2 separate regions of the Oryzias latipes genome follow, and region 1 is linked to region 2. A link is a contact called in public Hi-C data. All regions are on one chromosome and are shown on one strand. Each heading gives the region's core, a stretch centred on a gene start, on an enhancer-like site or on the middle of the called end of the contact. The rest is flanking DNA. Distances are from core to core; before and after follow the strand shown.

What was found. Hi-C and Micro-C count contacts between places; a contact is called where the count stands out from the background.
Region 1: a contact with region 2 is called in a Hi-C map of gastrula embryo, with 2.5 times the contacts expected there. The contact joins the promoter of LOC101166288 here to the promoter of bdnf in region 2. A contact is called at or near these places in 5 of 5 Hi-C or Micro-C datasets (embryo, fibroblasts and gastrula embryo).

Annotation. Positions count from the first base shown.
Region 1 is chr3:18,249,732-18,253,120 of ASM223467v1, forward strand. LOC101166288 (vesicular glutamate transporter 2.1) reads right to left here and starts at 1,534. Exons shown (of 12, transcript XM_004067032.2): 1 at 631-1,534. The coding sequence starts at 704.
Region 2 is chr3:17,918,813-17,922,312 of ASM223467v1, forward strand. bdnf (brain-derived neurotrophic factor) reads right to left here and starts at 2,118. Exons shown (of 2, transcript XM_020713401.2): 1 at 1,517-2,118. The coding sequence starts at 1,531.

The DNA of each region.
Region 1 (3,389 bases), core at 284-2,783, 330 kb after region 2:
CATTTATTTGAAATAATAAAAATAAAGCATAGCTCTCGAATTTATGCAGAAATACACACATAAGAAAAATACTGGAAACATGAGATCAATCCATATGTACGTAAAAAGATTGTGAATTAAAAAAAAAATAAAGCCCACAGACCATGTTATCAAAAATGGGGGGAGGGGAGGGGGCTCAAATCAAGGCCATAATTGAAACGATGCAAGTCGTGGTTTGAGCCTGACATGCCAGACGGCGTGAAGGTCGGTCGTGGCGCAGCAGGCCACGTGCGTCCTAACATCAAAACCTAAAGAAAGTGTGAATGGATTCCCCCCCAAAAATCCGTGCGTGACCCGCGCGTCCTCCTGTGTAACCTGCCTGCCAATAAGATTCGTGTTCAGGCCCCTGCACCGCGGGCTCCGTTGGCATGCAAACCCCTGCAAACGCTGCTCACGCGCGCACACGCACGCACCCCTGATTGCATAATTTTGTCCTTAGTCAGAGGCGTGACTACAAACCCATGTTGGTTTTTTTTATAAACACGTTTTTGTGCGGCCTGAGGAGCTGCTTATGCCTATATTCCGGTATAAAAATAAAGAATTGAATAAGTCATTTATAAATAGAAACGGACACATCATGCTGTACCTCACCTGTACAAATGGCCCAGGGTCTTCCCCGCGAATTCCTTGACCCCCGCCGTGGCTTTAGTCTTCATGGATTCCATATCCAGTTTCTGTGTGGTGGCCTGTTTTTCTAAACGTATATCTCTATTTTACTGCCTCAGCGTCATGTTACAGCGCAGGATGGCCGACTGCAGCGACTATCCAAAGCAACACACCAACTTAGAAAACCAATGCAGCCCAGCGAGGCAGCGATCCAGCCGCAGGAGGACGATTTTCACCGCCGAAAAAAAAGCACAAACACCTTCTCACAAGAAAAGGTGAATCAATCGAGGTGCGCGCCTTCATCCAGCTCATCTGCCGCCTGGCGTAAAGTAACCGCGCCAGCAAGTGCCATGACGACGGAAACAGCGAGCGTCTACTCTGTCAGAGCTGGAAACCAAAACACAAAGGGAGCCTCAGCACCACTAAAGGAGAAATTAATTTAAAAAAAAAGTCAAAACAATGAAGTCACGGATTTGGATGTAAAGGTTCTGTTTGAAGTAGCTTGAATAAATCAAAGTGGGAGTGAGGCTGTCTCGTGTCTCCTGTGGTGAGCGCAGGTTGATCTGACGTCGTTCAGCACCGAGGTCAGCGACAGCAGCGCCGCGACCAACATCTGTCCAGCTGCTGAGAGCACGCAGGACCCAGTTCAAGCGCGCGAGACCACATTCAAAAAATATTGGGTTGAAAGATCTACATAATACCAGATAAGAAAATCTTTAGTTTGCAGCTAAATCCACGTGAAAACAACGCTTTCAACAAAACATATTTTTGCTTGAACACCCAGCTTAAAACAAAGAAATAATAATCTTAGTATTATGTATAATAAAGATTACAAAAAATGAATCAATCAGGGGCTGAAAGAAGAAAGCTGTAGCTCTCTGGAGGGCGGTGCTATGGAAACCAAATAAGTGGACCCCCCCTCCCACCCACACACACACACACACATACACTCCCATCCCCTTCCTTTCCTACTCCTTCCAGCAACACTGGAAGCCATCAATAATTTAAGCGCATCAGCTATTTTTTCCACTTTATTGAACATGTCTTCCTTGAAAATCATGATTATGAAAAAGGAAAAATAAAAAAGCAAACAAGCGTTTTTTTTACTACAAAAACATGAACAAAAAATGCTCCAATCGAAATAATAATAATAATAATAATAATAATAACAAAAAGATGTCAACATGAATTCCTGCAAAACTGTAGGAAGAAAATGAAACTGTGCTCTTGAAGCTTTCCTTATCATTCGTGGGACTCGGGCACCACCTGGCGGCCAAAGTGGAAGATCCACTGACTTCTGTGAAAAAGATTTAGTTTTGATCTACTTTTTCCAATTTACTGTCATTAATCTACTTTTGTAAATAACGTTTGAGAAGCACTATTTTTATATTAATGTTTAGATTTTTAACAGTCTCCTAATGATGGTTCATAACTACGTTTATAAAGGAAAGCCTTTGAAAACCAAGACTATATTTTACTGTCAGTTTAAAGTAGTGACCATCACATCGATGGGAAGTTTGTTAAGAGAAGAGATCTAGTCATAGTGGTGTTGAAAGAGATAAATAAAGAGACTTTTGCATCACTAAAAAGTAAAATCTTTTAATTTTTAATCGTATACAATTGAAAAAATATGCTAGATATCCTGAAGTGACACCAAAAAGACAGGAAAAACTGTGTAACATCAGAATTTTAAAGTTAAACCATCTGACTGACTTGATGTTTAAAATAAAAGGACAGGGGCTGCTTTGTTTTTCTTTTAGAGCCACATAAATTATAATATTGATCTTGTGTATGTTTTTAAAACATCAGTTGAATGGTAAATTAATCATTATTTAAAAGAAATTAAATTGTTGTAAATGCCTTTTTTAAAATTAAAATGACCCGAGCATTCTAGTGTGATTACAGACTATATTTTTAAAAGCAAGGGATTTAACCTCTGTTGTTTATCTACGCAAAGCTGTGCAGCTCTTTCAAATATTTAGTGCACCTCATGCAATTTCAGCTGTTTCCTCCCAATCCCGAACGCAAAACAAGCAGTTTTTATCATTTTGTTTCACTCATTTTAATATTGATTTTTCAATAGATTTCTGCAAACTAAACTTTTCACACAAATGTCAAGACAATTTTTCTGCAAACATACAAGGACCTAAGTTCACAAAATGTTTTAACCCTTCATCAGTGCATTCACAGGAGCTATGCAAATGAATATATATTTGTACCACTTCCAGACCTGTTCCCAGGATTGAAATAATGTCCAACCTAGTCCCACATTGTTTTTTTAGATCTACAACAGTGTCATCTCATAATACTGCATGGTGGGATGGTGGTTAGCACTGTCGCCTCACTGCAAGAAAGCCCTGCACAGGATTAAGCAACCATAGAAGATGGGTGGAATATCGCCCCCTCATCATTTGACAAACTACTCATACATTAACATCGATTTATTTCGCAAGACATTTCTAAAAACAGAAAACCAAATTATTTTTAGCCTATAAAGACTCAGAAATTTAAACATTAAACAATGCCTGGACAAACATAAAAATGCTGCACCACGACTTCCATGATGCTGCATGCTGTTGTTCATCTTTAGGCCTATCCCTTCAGGGCTCGCCACAGCGAATCTGCTTTTACAGATCCGGATAGGTGGTTTGGCAGAGTTTTACGCTGGATGCCCTTCCTGACACAACCCTGTATTTTCTCTGGGCTGGGGACTGGCACAGGGAGACCCAGAGGGTCGCCTTTGA
Region 2 (3,500 bases), core at 868-3,367:
GCAGGCGGTGTTCGGAAACTCTACAAACGCGTCCGAAAGCTCTCCTTTTCTCCCCGAGAAAACGCATCCACGTTCCAAACGAGCGACACAAACGCATGTGGGCTTTTTCTCCCCCTTCTTCTTCTTCGTTTTCTTCTTCTTCTCCCCTGCTTCTCTTTTCCGTTAAATGTCCAGGCACCACACTTCATTTACATGAAAAATAAGTATTTGAAAGGCTTATCTGTCACCTGGATCGGGTCTAATTTTGGAGCAATTTCGGGTCCCAATTACAACGCAGTGCTTGTAGTTCAGAAGCGGGTAAAGACGAAAGAATGACAGAAATGACAGGAAAACAATGAATTGTTTTCTTACCTTTATAAGGGGGCTGACAACCACTATGTGCGTGGTTAGATCTCCGCGACCAAGACTTGCATGTCCCAAAGTTTAACGCAGTGTGGGGGGGCTTATAGGTACTGAGAATGTGGTGTGCAAAAGACCAGACGCCCTAACATTTCAACTTTCTCTGTGCTTTTTAGAACAAAAAAAGGGATTTCAGAAAAAAATGCTTTGGAGAACGAGTTATTTTTAAGCGCCTTTTCCTTTTCTCCCCTCCTCTCTTTTTTTGCGCCTTTTCTTTCACCTCTCTAAAATCCCGTTTGATTTCCCGTTGAAAGACCAAGGCTCTGTCACAATAAGCTTACCAAAAGTTGGAAAAACAATCCCAGGTTTTGGCAAAAAAAGGGGGGGGGGGCTGGGAAAAGAGAGAGAGTTGGCGTCCACGCGGCGTTTTAGTCCATGCACGACTCCTGTGCCTCTGTCCAACGTGCTGAAAGCATAACACAGCCAGGGTGAACTATGAGGGGCCAAGACACTGTCTCTACTTTTGTTTGAGTCTTACCCCCCCCCCCCCCCCCTCGAATTACTGCTTCCCATTGTCACGTGTGTTTTCCACCCCGTGCCAAAGCTGTCCTGTTAATATTTGATCAAATATTGGTCGGATATTTCCTTCCAGATAAAACGACAAACGCCGGTTCAGCAGTGCACGCTCGCTTGAAAGCCTGGAGATTCAAACTGCTGCTACTCCGCACCGTTCTTCCTCCGAGCTGTCATGCTTTTGACAAGTGTCACGGGTAATTGGCTTATATTCTAAAATGTGACCAACGCGCTTAAGCAAAAAAATAAAAATAAAAATAATAATAATAAAACAGAAATCATCATAACATACATGCATAAAACATGCGAGCACGCAGCCCTCCAATACAGCCACACATTGCGCGCAGACACAGTGTAATATGTCCTTACCCCTCTCAATGAAACGACATATCCTGAGCAGAGAAATGCCACACAATCTGTTGTTTAATTATTTTTTTCCCCTCTCACACAAGCTTTGTCAACACCAGCCTCAGCAGACGCGGCTCTCGAGTTTGTCAAGTAGGAGTCCAACCCTTCCAGCGATGCGTTGCCAGACTAAACAGCGAGCACGACTCTTTTACTTGTAATCATTGCTGATCTGCTGCGAGTTTTCATCGCTACTTACCATTTTCCCCCCCATATGCTGTCCTGGAGACAGAAGTGTCTTAATATCCACTCACTCCAACAGATGCTGGTAGGTAATGTGTCTTGTTTGAAGTCATCATATGAGAACTTCTGCTGTGCACAGTAGATCGCCCACCACTTCGCTGACTTATGAATCTAATAACCCTTTGCAATATCGGCGTGCTTAAACTCTCTTAGGCAACACCTTGGTGGCTCTTCAGTTGAGACAAACAACAACAAGCTGTGGATGTCAGAAAAGCTCGTGCAGATATACGTAACACCCTCGCCGGGACAACGCCATTAGGGGTCTTACGTGATTCAAAGGACTGCTGCACAAGTTTATGGAGGGGTTGAAGCTTCTGACTGTTCCCCCGTTGCTGCTTCAAATCTTTTAAATCCACAGTGACGGACATAAAACTTCTGACACGTTCGGGCGTTTGCGTTATAGACCGTAAACTCCCTACTTGGCGCGGGGGCCACAGGCCGATTACGCACACACTAACTTGTCATGAAGGTGGCTCTCGAACGCGGACAGTGCGGCACAGGGAAAAAAAAAACATCCATGGCTACCATGCGTGTGCATGTCAACTTCCAGAGGAACTTGTTGCTGCGCAAAAGAAAGAAAAAAAAAAAAAAAAAAAAAACAACTCCCCCACCCCTTTCTCTAATGTTGAGTTGTTTGCCTCTCATACATACTTACATTGACAAATCTGCAGGGAGTGCTGCGTAATACTTTTGTTTGACCCCTCCGGCACAGAATTTCCCTCCCAAAAAAAAATGTAAATGAAAAATTGGTAAATTTAATCCCCGTCCTCAAGAGGCGTACTTACACCGACAGCTGCGTGGAAAGGCAGGTGTGACACTCTCTGGATCAGGAATATCTTGAAGTTCAAAGGCGAAATCTGTTTTCAGTAAAATTCCATCACTTGCACTGCCAACACTCAGCCATCTGATTGTTATGCAGTGACGAAGCGCTGTGCTGTCAAGTGAAGCCCCAAATGTACTAAGTAACATGAGTAATATGTGATATTTGACGGACTCTTTTCCAACATCCCAAACTTTCTACAGAGAAACGTCTCATTTTGGTGGACCCCCCCCCCCCGCTCCTTTTTTGGTCATATTTTATAGAAATCACGCAGAGCAGGTGGTGCGTTTTTTCTTCTTTTTTGCTGTAACTTGTAGGTGAGGATGTCTTCAATCAGGACTTCTCTCAACTCCCTAAAAGTTTCTGGGGGCACCAAGTGGAGGTCCCCTTGGCTGTGGTGCATCATGCATTGATTCAATCAACTGATACAAATATGACACATTACTAATTTGTCAGACTGGATTAGAACAAAGCAGAAACTTGTAAAAAGTTTAACATTTCTGTCAAAAAGACACAAGATGGCATTATCTGATAAAATTAGTAGAAATCTAGTTTTTTTTAAATGGTAATCCTAAGTTTTTCTTGGTGTTGAGTGAGAGTTAAAGGCAACAAGTGTTGGACAGAGTCACACATGCTGTAGCTTATCATCCTTGAACTCCCTACTTGTTGACTTTTCACACAGGGGGGCTACTCATTACAGGCTGGTAATAAAAGGCAGCCACGCAAAGAGGAGAGGTAACACATTCCAGCTCAGCGTGGACAGCATTAAGAGGATGAACAAGTCCCTTCACTCGCTTCACATGATTAAATGATCAAGATGTATGTGTCCCATCACGTCTCGGGCTCCTACCATCATCCTACTCTCAGGCCCTTTCTTGCTTCCTGACGTGGTAACTTGACTTGCTCCTACTTGTGATGTTGTTAACACTTCCTCTGCTCCCACACCTTTTGCAGACTCGGTTACTGACTCATGCTCGTCTCTTTTCCACTATCCATGCCCTCCCCCGCATTCTTCACCATCACATCTTATACCGAGCTGGAGGTCACAGATCAATCCCTTCATCCCCTGAGTGGCGTGTGACTGCGTGGCATTTAGCTCCACGATCTGCCAAGGTGCTTC